Regions from separate parts of the Mus musculus genome. Here all the other regions are linked to region 1. A link is a contact called in public Hi-C and Micro-C data. All regions are on one chromosome and are shown on one strand. The core of a region is the stretch at or near the end of the contact, and the rest is flanking DNA. Distances in the headings are between cores, read along the strand shown.

Region 1 (3,282 bases), core at 478-2,977:
CCCAGGATTAAGTGTCAATTGTTAATCATTGGTCCCTGTTCAGTTAGAGTGCTACTACCTTTCTTTCCTTCCAATGTTTCTGAGAATCCTGTGTAGAGTCATGACAGAGAAGTGTGTAAAGTCTTGACCGTCTTCTCAGACGTATCCCTAAGAACTTGAAAGCTCTGCGTACATCCTTTAAAGCTCAACAGTGGTGACGCTGATGCTCTGTCTGTTAGCTTCCTTCCCCAGGTGTCAAAATGCCATACAAAATAGAAAGTCCAGTTGTCTGGCGATTATGGCTTATCTTATTATCACATATTATTTTCCACCGAAGAAGTGACTTCTCCTGTTTTTTATATCTCCCCAAGTGTTTTATACCTATTTCTGGATATACATGTATGTAGAGTTATGAAAGAAACTTAGTAAGAAGCTCCTTATATGGAAATTCACTTCCCAGGCATCTCTTCCATATGGATCCTAATCTGTGGGAAAAGCACTGAACTAGAAAAAAAAAGAAAAAAAAAACTGCAGCCAGTTACTTGCTGTGCTGAACTTTTTTAGATGTGGCCTATATGGTAGGTCAAAGCTGCAGATTCTTCATTATTCTTTTTCTTGCTGAAGATGAAAAGTACTGAGGCCAATAACCTGGTGAATAATTCATTTTCCCAAAGAATAATTTGTAAGCCTTGAAATTCCTTTTGGTCAACAAAAGAGCAAATGTTAAGAGATAATAATACTTTCCTCATGCATATAACATTTTATGATGCTTTTCTAACCATTCGCCATACAATGGAGATAATGGCCATACCTAGTATTTATTGATTTTACAATGTGCTAGTGTTTTGTGCTAAGTTCTTCAACTCAGAGATCACAGCCTTTAATTTTTAATGCCTGGACTAGGCATTGCCATTTTTATCTATCCTTTTCAGTGGAAGAAACTAAGATTTTTAAAATGTTAACTAACTTTTGTGGAAACATACAGAATAGAAATTTGTGTCATAGTCACTATGTAAGATTGTCTCTCATAGGGACATTTCTTTAAATTTCTCTGGAAGTCAGTAGGTAATGACAATCATTAAATTCCCAACTAGTTTTTTTTTTCTTTAACAAAAAAGAAAAAGAAAAAGAAGATGAAGGATGGTTCCAGTTTTCAAAGGAAAGACATTGAGCTGCAGAATTGCAACAGGGTACCTAAGTCACATATCATATGATCAAAATTAATTTATGGCATGGAGCCTCGGTGTCTTCCCACATCCCTATGGTAATTCTGACAGAGCCAAAGGGATTCCTCTAAGTCTTGCCTTATATTGTGAAGAACAAATGTGGGGTGGGATATAGCAATAAATAGAGATCAGCGATGACATTTTCAGCCAAGAAGATTGGCTTATCAAATCCCCATCAGCCCTTACTAGATCATATCAAGATTTTGCAATATGAACATAATGTTCTCTACTGTCCAGGACCTAATCCTTTTTCATTGGGGAGCACATTTGCAAACAATGACTCCTAACTCATGAGGAACAGCATCCAACTCTTACTCCACCAGGACCTTTAGTCCACGTTGGAGGCAGCAGCCCCGAGGTTAAAGGGCTTTCCTGAGTCTAACATTGAAGCTCTATCTTGAAAGAAGATTTCCCAAAATGAACCCCCAAAGAAACCAAAAACAGCATGAACGTACATCCTGTTACTCAACACGCCCTGGTTTCCTAATGCAAAGTCAGGAAGAGAAGGTGCCAACATTCCTGAATGTTAGAATCATCACAGAGCAAACTCGTACTGTTCCCACACTCGAACACTAACAAGCTAGACTTCTTGCTCTCCTCTTTACTTATGGAATCTCTGCAAAACCATATGGGCCATGTTAGGCATCAGGCACTAACTCTCCCTATCATTCTCTCTAAGGGATTTGCAGACTCATTCCAGGCAAGTGGCTTTAAAAGCTAGGTTGTCCTATTTGGAAATATAGTCATGGGCCCTGACAAGGAAAAGCACTTTTGAACTTCGACATGTTTTTATAACCACTTCCCTAATTAAATCTCATAGTCTCTTAGAGAAGAAGTGGTCTTCATCACTTCTGTGTCACAAAGCACAGAAGATTAAACTCCAGCCCTCATACCTTGGACTATTTGATGAAAACAAAATGAGGTATTTTGTAGGTAGTGTGATGTGCAGAAATGTCAAATGTGGTTGTTTCTTGGTCTAGGGATTGCCATTTTAATTTCTCTATCTGAAAATGGAAACGATAAGGAAACTTGCCTTGTGTGTTACTGTTTGGAGTCAGTAACATCTGTATGCATTAAGTTTCTGCTTTGCATGTTAACCCACACATACACACACATTCAGACACACATACACACACACACATACTCTCTCTCTCTCTCTCTCTCTCTCTCTCTCTCACACACACACACACACACACACGCACTCAGACACACATACACACTCTCACGCATTCTCACTTTCACACACATATACACATTTGAAACACTTAGCAGTTTTTTTCTATACTGGCTATTCCTTCCCTCATTCACTGGTGTTTCTGATGGTCATTGGATGGAAAAATCAAGGAGTTTTCTATTGTAAAGGACACAGCAATGAACAATATGGCGGGGGCAGGTTCTGCTTATAAAATGTGCTTTGTTTCTATAAATTAACACAAATTACAGTTATTTTCCATTATTAATTTCAAGTCAATGCCACCATTTATTTAGTTAAACATTCTCTTGGTTCTTCCCCTGGCTGGTCCACCCCATTCCTTTCGCAGGTGGGGCAGTTCTGCTAGTAACTGCTGCAGAATGTGATTTCTTGAATGGGGGGGGGGGGGCTTAACCAAAGGAGTGGAACAAGTTTTCTGGAATTTGACACCTACTGGCTATCTGTATGTGTGTCGATGAGAAATCTGAGTGGGGTTTCTGCTATGTGCAAGCACCATCCTGGGTACTGCGCTGAGCAAGAAAAGAAAAGTGCATGGGCTTAGGCAATGTACTAACTGGGAGTAGGGCTGCGCAGGGTAGGGCTGTGAAGCATACACAGCATTTTTCCGAGGCGAGATGGGTGAGTGCTGCATTCCAGGGTTAGCCACTAGTATGAGCAAGCATAGACAGTGCGTTCTGGAGCTTCCTGCCTGGACCATAAAACCCACCCTCTATTCCTTCCTATTGTATACACATATACATCATATATATATATATATGAATATGACATATATCTGCTCATGGGCATGTGTGACATGAAATATACACTTTCAATTTACTAAAGAAGAGATTTATTAAATAAATTTTAATTTGGGGGGGCAGAATC
Region 2 (3,429 bases), core at 778-3,277, 440 kb before region 1:
AAAAGGTTGATTACCACAGGTGAGTTCATCAACTTTACCAGATACAGTAATGGAGTCACTGGAACTGGATAGGCGACTGTGCATGAGAAAAGGAGGAGACGCCAAAGATAGAAGTGAGACCTTTGAGCAGTGGGTAAGTGAAGGAGATATTTACAAGGAAGGAGAAAAAAGGGACATTTTCGTAAAACAAAATAAAACAAGCAAACAAATAATCTCAACAATTTCATTTTATTGCTACTACAGTAAGTACCTATTTGAATCTGAGCAGCAGAAATATCTTGAGGAGATAGGGTCTAATCAGAAGAAACAAGTCACCAGGGTTTATATACTCTTGGTCCTGCTCCTTGCCTCCCTATTTCTTTCTGTCTCTGTCTCTCTCAAGTTGAGTACCGAATAGATGAATCTGTAGTCTTCAAACACCAAATAAATGTCACAGTGTACCAGACATGGCTCCTAGCAATGCAGCTGTGTTTAGTGCCTGATTGGAATCAGATGGAGAGAGATAGAGATAGACACAGAGAGAGAGTCAAAGAGATGGGGAAGGCAAGGATCAGAACCAAAAGTGTACCCGTTCTGGTGACTTATCACCCTGGTGATATGTTTCTTCTGGTTAGACCCCATCTCCTCAAGAAACAGCTAACTTGCTTGTGATGATAACTTACACAGCATCTTCTAAGTGAAGAATTAAACTAACAAGTTAAGAGGTCTGGAGAAGCCCATCAACATGTTTAGTTGAAGAAAGGGGGAGGGACCTTCCCAGAAGAGTGAGAAATCATAATGAGGGAAGAATGGAAGAGACAGACTCAGTCGTTTATGAGGAGGGCTGGTCAGTCCTGCCAAGTTCGGCTGAAGGGACAAGAAGCAGGAAGTCATGGAGCCTTCGTGTCACATACTAAGGGGTCAGGACACAGATCCAGCCACCTGCTCCTCCTGAAATCTGTTTTAAAAAACAGCAAGATGCACAAAAGGACAGCAGACAGTGTAGTTGGGAAATCACAGAATCTCCTTGTAGCTTGTTTATAATAACTTGGACATGCTACATTTTCTCAAGATAAAGGAGCAATGTCTTGTCCATTACCCTGCCTGATTGGAAGCTGAGAGGATATGGACACTTATTCCAGAGAAAAGCAAGCCTCAGGAGGCTCTGGCTCACTAATGACTGTTTCTCCATGATTTCTCCTGTCCCCTTTGACCACTGCCGTGGCTACTGTCGCATCACTTCAATTCCCAGGACAGTACCATTTGCCAGCAGATTCTGCTGTCGAAGCAAAAGCTTCCTGGCTGGTTATATAAAACACAATGTGGGAAAGAGTTAATTGGCAAACAGAGTGACTATATTTGCAACCCAAGAAGGCCTGCTGTGACTTGCTATCTGCAGAGCTAAGCAGCTTGCTGTACAAGTGATATTCGAAGCTTACTGCTGTTAATGCCAACGGGGCCACTTAACACCTCCCTGTAAATGGTCTCAAGATTAATATCTTGCCATTTAGGTTATGTTCTTTTTTTTTTTTCTTTCCCTCCTTAGGATGAGAAATTTTCTTCATCTTTTGCCTAAGAGAAGGTCAGACATGGCAAATCCCTGGGGTGAGAGGCCCACTGGAAAGTTACTGTATAACTACACTCCGTGCAGTATGAATCACAGAACTGGAAAATTACTCAGCAATGAGGAAAAGACATGGCCCGTGGAATCCAAGACCTGCATTCATATCTGTAGACATGAGTTTAACTTAAATTAGTAGTTCTCAGCCTTTCTAATGTAGCAACCCATTAATACAGTTCCTCGGGTGGTGGTGACCCCCAACCATAAAGTTATTTTGTTGCTATTTTAAAACTGTAATTTTCCTATTGCTACGAATTGTAATGTAATGTAAATGTATGTGATGGTCTTAGGTCACCCCCGTGTAAGGATCCTTTGCCTGCAAAGGTGTCATGACACAGAGGTTGCGAACTGCTGACATAACGTGTCAGCATTAACTTTCTTTTATTTAGTGAGAGAGGGAACACAGTAACTCGTTATCACTTTTGTTGGTGGACAGCTCATTCTAACCAGGCCTCCTCCCTTTCCCACTTACTGAAGAGTCACAGCTTCAGCTGTGCATTCTTCATGATTGTTCCACCCCTTCCTTCAATAATGTTCTTTCCTTAGGACTTTCTGACATCCTGCATGCCTAAGGGTTCCTTCTGTTTTCTTCTTCCTCGAATTTCCGTAATAGCTACTTCTCAACTGATCGAAGAAGCAGGAGGTAGGCTGTCTTCTTGATTTTTCTTACACACTCCCTCTAGTTAGTAGCCATTATCATCTCATTAGGCACCATGCATGTGCTGACAACTCTCAAATGCATTTCTGGAGCCTACACGTGTCCTTGAGATATGGTTTGTTTCACTCACCTGCCCAGCTGGCATTTGCACTGGGGTGCTCTTTAATCAACATGTATCTTATATCAACATACTTCTGAGTCATGAACACCTCCTTAAGAATCTAGTTTCCCATGTTTACCACTCCTAAATCAAGTGTACCACAACGATCCTCATGACTTCAGCTAGAAGTCCCAGGTTCATAATCTTTTCCTCTCTTTCTTGCTCTCTATATATATGTTCTCATATGGACTCTAATTCACAAAAACCTATTCAGTTCATTGATTTCTGAATGTTTTTATGCTCATTTCCTGGGTACTGCATTTTTCATTGCCATTCTAGAGCCACTTGCCATCCTTCTCCATCCAGTGCTATTGCTTGGCAGGCTTGGCATCATCAGTTCCCTAGTTGCTGTGCTTCGGCTGTGAAAACAGAGAGAAGGAAAGCCTGGGGTTAAGGGATGTGTTCCATGCTTTCCTTGATTTGAGGCTTACTATACACTGAAGGAATCATCAATAGTAAGCCTACTTTATCCATACAGGAAGCCATTCTCTTGCTCCAGGTCTCCAAGATTCTAAACAGTATTCTTGTGGCTTCTGTGTACCCTGACTTGAATGAAGTCTGTATTGAATGTCCCCAAACTATTTTTACTTGAAAATTCTCTTAGGCTTTCTATTGCTGTGAAGAAACTCCTTGACCAGGGCAACTCTTTTTCTTCTTTCTTTTATTAATCACTTGATTTGTTTACATTTCAAATGATATCCCCCTTCCCAGTACCCTGCCAACCCACTCCATCCCATTCTCCCTCCCCTTTGCCCTTATGAGGGTGCTCGAACACCCACTCTCCCACACACGCCTCACCACTCTAGTGTCCAACTATGCTGGGGAATCAATAGGCAGAACCCCCAGTTGATGTATCGAGCTCACCCATCTCAAAAAATTTACCCCAGAATTGTTTCTGTCTAAAGGAAAGGCAGGGACAAAGAGTAGAGCAGAGACTGAAGGAAGGAAAGGCTACCCAGAGACCACCCAACCTAAGGATCCATCTCATCTGCAGACACCAAACCCCAACAC
Region 3 (3,289 bases), core at 464-2,963, 310 kb after region 1:
CTGACTCTCCTATATATTCAGGGTGTAGAGACAGTGACCTTGGGTTCCCAAATGTCTGCTTCTCCCAACTTAGCACTCACCGAGATGCACTCGGATCATCTCGCTCACAAGACTGTGTGTTAGTCATCTGTTGATACTTGCTTGGCAGACACTCAATAAATGATGAAAAACCTGAAGGGAACATTCAGATAGGTGGCACTTGAAGACAGAGAGATGAGTAAGGAACCAACCTTACCCTGGAGGAATATGGTAATTTTCAAAGGGAAAAGTGGTAACAAAGACGTAGCTCAACATCTTACCTCAGTATGCTGATCTCTTTCATTGGCTTTCCAGAGTCACCATCCATGACAGTCTCTCAAATGTTCACACTATAATCCACTTCATAAGGAGTTCAAACTATGGAGCCCATCAGTGGAGTGGTAGCAGGGAAAAAATACTAAGATGCCTGGAATAAGTCCTCTTGTGATGCTAGCAAAGACTTTTGACTAAATGTTCCAAATGCATTCATCATTTAGAGTGAACATAGCATAAGTCCAATCTCCTGATCACTAAATATAGAACAGCCACTCCTAAGTACCCTTCTAGGCTCAGTTATGGCTGCATCCTTGGGAAATTGTTCCTGGCCCCTAAATGCATTACACCCCACTGTTTCTGTGTATTACATCTGAACCCACTATCATCTGGGACCCACATCTTACCCTTGTGAAATCACAGGACTCATTGTAACCACTAAGGGTCTATTTAATCAAATGGACATGAGTATAGGAGAGAAACTCAGGTCATGCCTGTCATGCCTTTGAGACTGAAGCATTTGAGAGCTCTCAACAATTCAGAAAGTAAATCTTTGGAAAATTCAGACATCCTGAGACCACACATAAAGCCATAATTTTTTTTAAATCTAATCACTAGACAGAAGCAGAGAAGAGGCAGCCATTTTTCCATTATGAAGCTCATACCTGTGTGAAATTCAATTCCCCACTGAAGGCTTAAAAAAGTTGAGTAACAAAGAAGCTAAAGGGATCTGCAACCCTATAGGTGGAACAACATTATGAACTAACCAGTACCCCGGAGCTCTTGACTCTAGCTGCATATGCATCAAAAGATGGCCTAGTCGGCCATCACTGGAAAGAGAGGCCCATTGGACACGCAAACTTTATATGCCCCAGTACAGGGGAACGCCAGGGCCATAAAAGGGGAGTGGGTGGGTAGGGGAGAGGGGGTGGGTGGCTATGGGGGACTTTTGGTATAGCATTGCAAATGTAAATGAGCGAAATACCTAATTAAAAAAAAAAAAAAAACAAAAAAAAGTTGAGTAATTCTTGACCAAACTATGGTTTTTTAGCTTCCTGAGCTTCTCCCCTAGAGAGATGGCTTATCATATGCAGATGCTTATCTTAATAGATAATAGTTATTGACTGGATCAATCATTCCCTCTACCTTCCAGCCTGGCTTTGGCCCACATCTCCCGCCTTCTCCTTGCAGGGCCCTGATTCATGCCTTATGAAACCTGACAGCAAGGGATCTTGACCTGGTTCCCAGGGAACGACTGGGCAGCCTCAGAGAACAAGACAGAGAGGCAGGGTGGAGGCTCACACAGCCTGGAGGCCAGTAGGGAGGGAGGTTTCCCTGGAAGACAGACGTAAGCACTGCTCTGGGCATACACACTGACTGTTTACCTGGCAGACGGGCACAGCATGTTGCAAGAGCTCCTTGCCGACAGATTATAGCCTGATTATTACTCAGCAGTGGCAGGCCTAGATGAGATGACCTACAATGGTGAGCCTTAACAAGAAAGCTTGTCTGCCACACCCAGGGTACACCTTTTAGCCCGGGAACTTGCCTGAAGCCAGTTCATATAGCAGCTGCCAATAGCAGCTGGAAGCTATATAGGGAAAGGTTGCTGGCCCAAGCAGCGGCAGAAGGTTCTAGGACTTGCTTCTGCTATGTTCCGTGGCAGCTCTCCTGAATTTTCCAGTGCATTCTGGGGGTATGTCCCTAAAGGAAGTTCAACAAACTGAAGATCATGGTGGAATTTTTACTGCAGCCTTCTAGCCCACTCTCTCCCTCCAGGGCTGTCTTGCTGAACCTGCTCTGACTTCTGACTTACTCCAGGGAGAACTCTCAACTGTGTGACTCCTTCACCTTTGAGAATCTTTACAAAGGCTCCTCATTTGCCTTAGGCCTTTCCCATTAGAAGGATGGGCACTACCTATTCAACCTTAGCCTCTACAAACTTGCCTCTATGCTTGAGCTGGTGCTCCGGAACAAATGGAGAGTAATGACCCGTGTCTCCTCCATTAACAGTGCACCTGTACCAAGGGGCACTTTCCACCTAGTCCAAACTCTTTTCAGATAGCTGCATAGTCCCCCTGGCACAATTTGGTGACATCTTGTCACTCCTCCATTAAGGTTTCAAAATAGAAGCTTATGGGTCCTCAAGATCCAGCAATACCTCTCCTGGGCATATATCCAGAAGAAGCCCCAACTGGTAAGAAGGACACATGCTCCACTATGTTCATAGCAGCCTTATTTATAATAGCCAGAAACTGGAAAGAACCCAGATGCCCCTCAACAGAGGAATGGATACAGAAAATGTGGTACATCTACACAATGGAGTACTACTCAGCTATTAAAAAGAATGAATTTATGAAATTCCTAGCCAAATGGATGGACCTGGAGAGCATCATCCTGAGTGAGGTAACACAATCACAAAGGAACTCACACAATATGTACTCACTGATAAGTGGATACTAGCCCAAAACCTAGGATACCCACGATATAAGATACAATTTCCTAAACACATGAAACTCAAGAAAAATGAAGACTGAAGTGTGGACACTATGCCCCTCCTTAGAAGTGGGAACAAAACACCCATGGAAGGAGTTACAGAAACAAAGTATGGAGCTGAGATTAAAGGATGGACCATGTAGAGACTGCCATATCCAGGGATCCACCCCATAATCAGCTTCCAAATGCTGACACCATTGCATACACTAGCAAGATTTTACTGAAAGGACCCAGATGTAGCTGTCTCTTGTGAGACTATGCCGGGGCCTAGCAAACACAGAAGTGGATGCTCACAGTCAGCTAATGGATGGATCACAGGGCTCCCAATGGAGGAGCTAGAGAAAGTACCCAAGGAGCTAAAGGGATCTTCAACCCTATATGTGGAACAACATTATGAACTAACCAGTACCCCTGAGCTCTTGACTCTAGCTGCATATGTATCAAAAGATGGCCTAGTCGGCCATCACTGGAAAGAGAGGCCCATTGGACACGCAGACTTTGT
Region 4 (3,549 bases), core at 132-2,631, 370 kb before region 1:
TAACTGTTAAACATGACTGTAATGTGAGAATGTGCATTAAATTAGTGTAAAAACTCTATGCTTCACAATTTCCAGATGCCAGAATCTAGTAATGTTGTCATTTTTCTTTTTCTCTGTTCAGATGTTCACACAAATGGGAGGCAAATGACTACAGGAAGCCACCTTCTAAAAATGCATTCCTTTGCTTCTACCAGTTTCTTCCTGAAGATTGAAATCTTCTGTGAGAGCCCATCAGAGTGCCTTTTAGACTGTCGGAGCATAGTGACAATGCCTCCCCCCTGCATTGCCTAAAATTCTGGCTCTTATATGACTTTGAAAGTAAAGACAGCCTGGTGGTAGCTAGAACACCCAAATTAACTCTATTAAACCCCGAACTGTTCAAGTTTCAAGTAATCAGTTCCAGTTGGTACACATTCAGTTCCAGCCATGGGCATCTGAAGAGCAAACTGACTCGGTAGCAATTGTTGCTGGGGAAGTTTAGGTCCCAATCAACATAAAATGTGCCTAAGCACTAAAGTTGAATGTTGATCAGACTTTCCTTTGTCTACTTGATATCAAATAAGATACCTAAGGGCTGTTTTATTATCAGAACAGAGGAGTAATTCAGACAATTTAAATAAGAGATTAAGTATCCTTTGTATTTACACACAAGGACATTACCAAGCCATGATAGCAAAGCTATAAATTATTTCACTTTTAAAATCATTGTTGCTTTAGTTAATCTTTTTATTAAAGTGATAACAATTGCTTCTGTCACATTTATTTAGAAGTAACTATGCTCTTTCTTTGAAATTTGCTCATGTGTCTGGGATGGGGAACACAAGAGCCATGATTCATATTGTGCTTGACCCATGCATAAAATTATATGGCAACCTATGGAGGTGTGCAGAGAGGCAGCCTTGCCCAAGTTGGCGTGTGAGCATAAAATGAACAGAGATGAGAATAAACACATAATGCATGTGTATGTAGACATGCTTTACATTCAGTTCTTATGAGAGCCAATGAATTGTAGCATGGATAGTGAAACTGAGGCTCCAAGAGTTTAAACCATGTGCTGTATGAAGCAGGATATAGTCTTTCTGCAACCAGTCACACACATGTTCCAATTTTTACCTTATAAAGTACATTTCTCCCATTAACAGTGTGGGAAATGGCAGTCCAAGTGGAGGTATAGAGACCCAGTTTCTTCTATTGTCCTTATGGTACCAATGTCTTCTGTTGCCTCAGAGATCTGAAATAGGTCTTTGTCTAAGGAAGACACTGATAGAAAAAAATAGGAGCCTGAAAAGTCATTTGAAGAATGTTGGGCATGGCCAGACTAGAAATTACTCATATCACTTCTTGCCCACATTCCACTGACCACATTCAGTCACTTATATGGACTCATCCCATGGTGAAATGGATCTGGCAAAGAGGCGCAGTAGACTTGTGAGGAAGAGGAAATGAGTCTATTGAACACAGGTCATTGTCTCCTTCCCTTGACAGCAGAGGTACTAAGAAGAACAAGGTCCATCCTCTGTAGATCCAAATTCTGTGCTTTCTTTGCCTGTTCTAAATAGAGTTGCAGAATCACACTCAAAATGACCCAGACTGACAGATGCACATAGGCATGCTTGAAGTTAAAAAAGGACATGGGAATGCAATTTCAACAATCTTGAAAGATCTCGGCTACACTTTATTCAGCTGAAATTTCACGATCTCATTCATGTTTATCTCAGACATGACCTAAGAGTGCCTGGAGATATTTGGTCTGCCTGTGTTTATAACACAATGAACAATCTTGTAAATGCTCTTTCCCTGCCCAATTTCCCCCCTGTCTACAGTCTGCTTTTTGAGATTTTAACTATTTCCTTTGTGTCAACTACAAACACTGTGAAGCTGACTTCCTTGTGTGTGTATAGTTTCATCATTTCCTACATCCTCTTTTCTGAGATGTAGGGCTGATAGCTCAGCAGCTACTGTGCATTGTCTCAGTGCCCATATGTTCTTATCATCAATGTAAATAGCACTGCAGCTTATGTTTATTCTCACTAAACATGTACATCCTTACATTTTAATGTTTTATTTTATGATACACACAAATACACACACACATATACACATATATACAAACACATATAAATACACACACATATATGTATGTGTGTATATATATATACATATACATACATATATATATATACACACACACGTGTGTGTGTGTTGGACAGCATGGTATACTAGTATATGTACATTGTACATAGTACGTGGTAAACTGATTAATATATATCACTGCATCACCTCATATATACTGAGAATATTGAAAACTTACTTTATTCACAATTTTTAATACTTAATGTTATTAACTCAAACTGCATTGTTATATAACAGATTCCCTGAATGTATTTATGACATACAAACCTACTTTTACAAACTTTGTAAAACCTTACTACTCCTCCCTTACCCTCTGGCCACTCACATTCTTTTCTCCAGTTCACATCTAACTATTGTGATATGAGGAAATTGCACTATGGTTCCCAACTCCAAAGACATATCCCAAGGCACCATAGCTTCTTCATCATGATGGACAGTATTTCATGAAATCTTTTGCCTGTACATTGTTTCCATCAGCTATCTCATGAGAATGATTAAAAAAAGAAGATAATATGGAAAAGTAGCAGAGAAATGACTTTCATAAACTTGGCTAGAGACATGCTAGGTGGGCCTTTGGAACTGATTTGTAGGAGAGATATTCAAAAGGCTGGCACTGAGGTCTAGAGAAGACTTAGACTGTTGTAAGTTGAATTCAAGTGACAAAGAACCTGACCATGGCCTGAAATTTTGAATGAAGCTGATACATATATATACATATACATATGTATATGTATGTTATATATATATAAACATGTGTGTGTGTGTGTGTGTGTGTGTGTGTGTGTGTGTGTGTGTGTCTGTGTATGTATCACTCACATGATGGAGAAAATTTCAAGATTGAAAAGACTGAATAATATACAGGATGTGCTATGAATACCATTTAACATGGCTTTATGTATATTTGTTACAGGGATGGGAGAGAGAGAGAGAGAGAGAGAGAGAGAGAGAGAGAGAGAGAGAGAGAGAGAGAGAGGGAGAGAGAGAGAGAGAGAGAGAGAGAGAGAGAGAGAGAGAGAGAGAGAGAGAGAGAGAGAGAGATTGTACATTTTAAAGGAAAGGCACACAGGTGTATTTGAATTAGATGGCAGGGCTGACAAAGCAGCCGTACCTATTGAAGACCTTAGTGCCCTCACAAAGTACCCAGTTTGACCAGGGCAGTAGGAAAGATAGCTTGAAGCAAATTCTCCACCCTGTGAAGCTATAGTGTCTAAAATGTAAATACATTTGAATACTTTTCATTTAAAAATACAACCACAGAATATCAAAGAATATAGAGTGCCTAGGTCACTTTACTAAAGCAAACTCATCTGGAAAAACATTTTTTTCAAGTCAGGCCCTGACACAAAAACCACTACAGCTTTGAAGGGGCAACCCATCTGCTTTCAAGTTTGCAATAGGACTCTGTCATCTTTATGA

Evidence for each region. Hi-C and Micro-C count contacts between places; a contact is called where the count stands out from the background.
Region 2: a contact with region 1 is called in a Hi-C map of pancreatic cancer cells, with 2.8 times the contacts expected there. The contact joins two enhancer-like sites. A contact is called at or near these places in 8 of 484 Hi-C or Micro-C datasets (the 4T1 cell line, adipose-derived mesenchymal stem cells, brown adipocytes and 5 more) and 2 of 9 other capture datasets (embryonic stem cells and embryonic tail).
Region 3: a contact with region 1 is called in a Hi-C map of epidermal suprabasal cells, with 3 times the contacts expected there. The contact joins two enhancer-like sites. A contact is called at or near these places in 1 of 15 datasets of contacts at CTCF or cohesin (the NIH/3T3 cell line) and 1 of 484 Hi-C or Micro-C datasets (epidermal suprabasal cells).
Region 4: a contact with region 1 is called in a Micro-C map of muscle stem cells, with 11 times the contacts expected there. The contact joins two enhancer-like sites. A contact is called at or near these places in 2 of 484 Hi-C or Micro-C datasets (muscle stem cells and tail fibroblasts).

The regions. Positions count from the first base shown.
Region 1 is chr15:61,606,889-61,610,170 of GRCm38.p6, forward strand. No RefSeq gene overlaps it. Among named protein-coding and RNA genes, the nearest start is that of D030024E09Rik, 170 kb to the right of the region's middle. Within about 2 kb of position 1,728, at least 78 of the 459 cell types and tissues checked have an H3K27ac peak or open chromatin away from gene starts, as enhancers often do. A contact at or near this core is called in brown adipocytes, embryonic fibroblasts, epidermal suprabasal cells and 3 more, where this site is marked.
Region 2 is chr15:61,163,909-61,167,337 of GRCm38.p6, forward strand. Gm38563 (a long non-coding RNA gene) reads left to right here. Exons shown (of 3, transcript XR_875374.2): 3 at 1,526-3,055. Among named protein-coding and RNA genes, the nearest start is that of Gm38563, 8.5 kb to the left of the region's middle. Within about 2 kb of position 2,028, at least 18 of the 459 cell types and tissues checked have an H3K27ac peak or open chromatin away from gene starts, as enhancers often do. A contact at or near this core is called in brown adipocytes, embryonic fibroblasts and pancreatic cancer cells, where this site is marked.
Region 3 is chr15:61,912,033-61,915,321 of GRCm38.p6, forward strand. No RefSeq gene overlaps it. Among named protein-coding and RNA genes, the nearest start is that of Myc, 72 kb to the right of the region's middle. Within about 2 kb of position 1,714, at least 27 of the 459 cell types and tissues checked have an H3K27ac peak or open chromatin away from gene starts, as enhancers often do. A contact at or near this core is called in epidermal suprabasal cells, where this site is marked.
Region 4 is chr15:61,240,575-61,244,123 of GRCm38.p6, forward strand. No RefSeq gene overlaps it. Among named protein-coding and RNA genes, the nearest start is that of Gm29904, 46 kb to the right of the region's middle. Within about 2 kb of position 1,382, at least 51 of the 459 cell types and tissues checked have an H3K27ac peak or open chromatin away from gene starts, as enhancers often do. A contact at or near this core is called in muscle stem cells and tail fibroblasts, where this site is marked.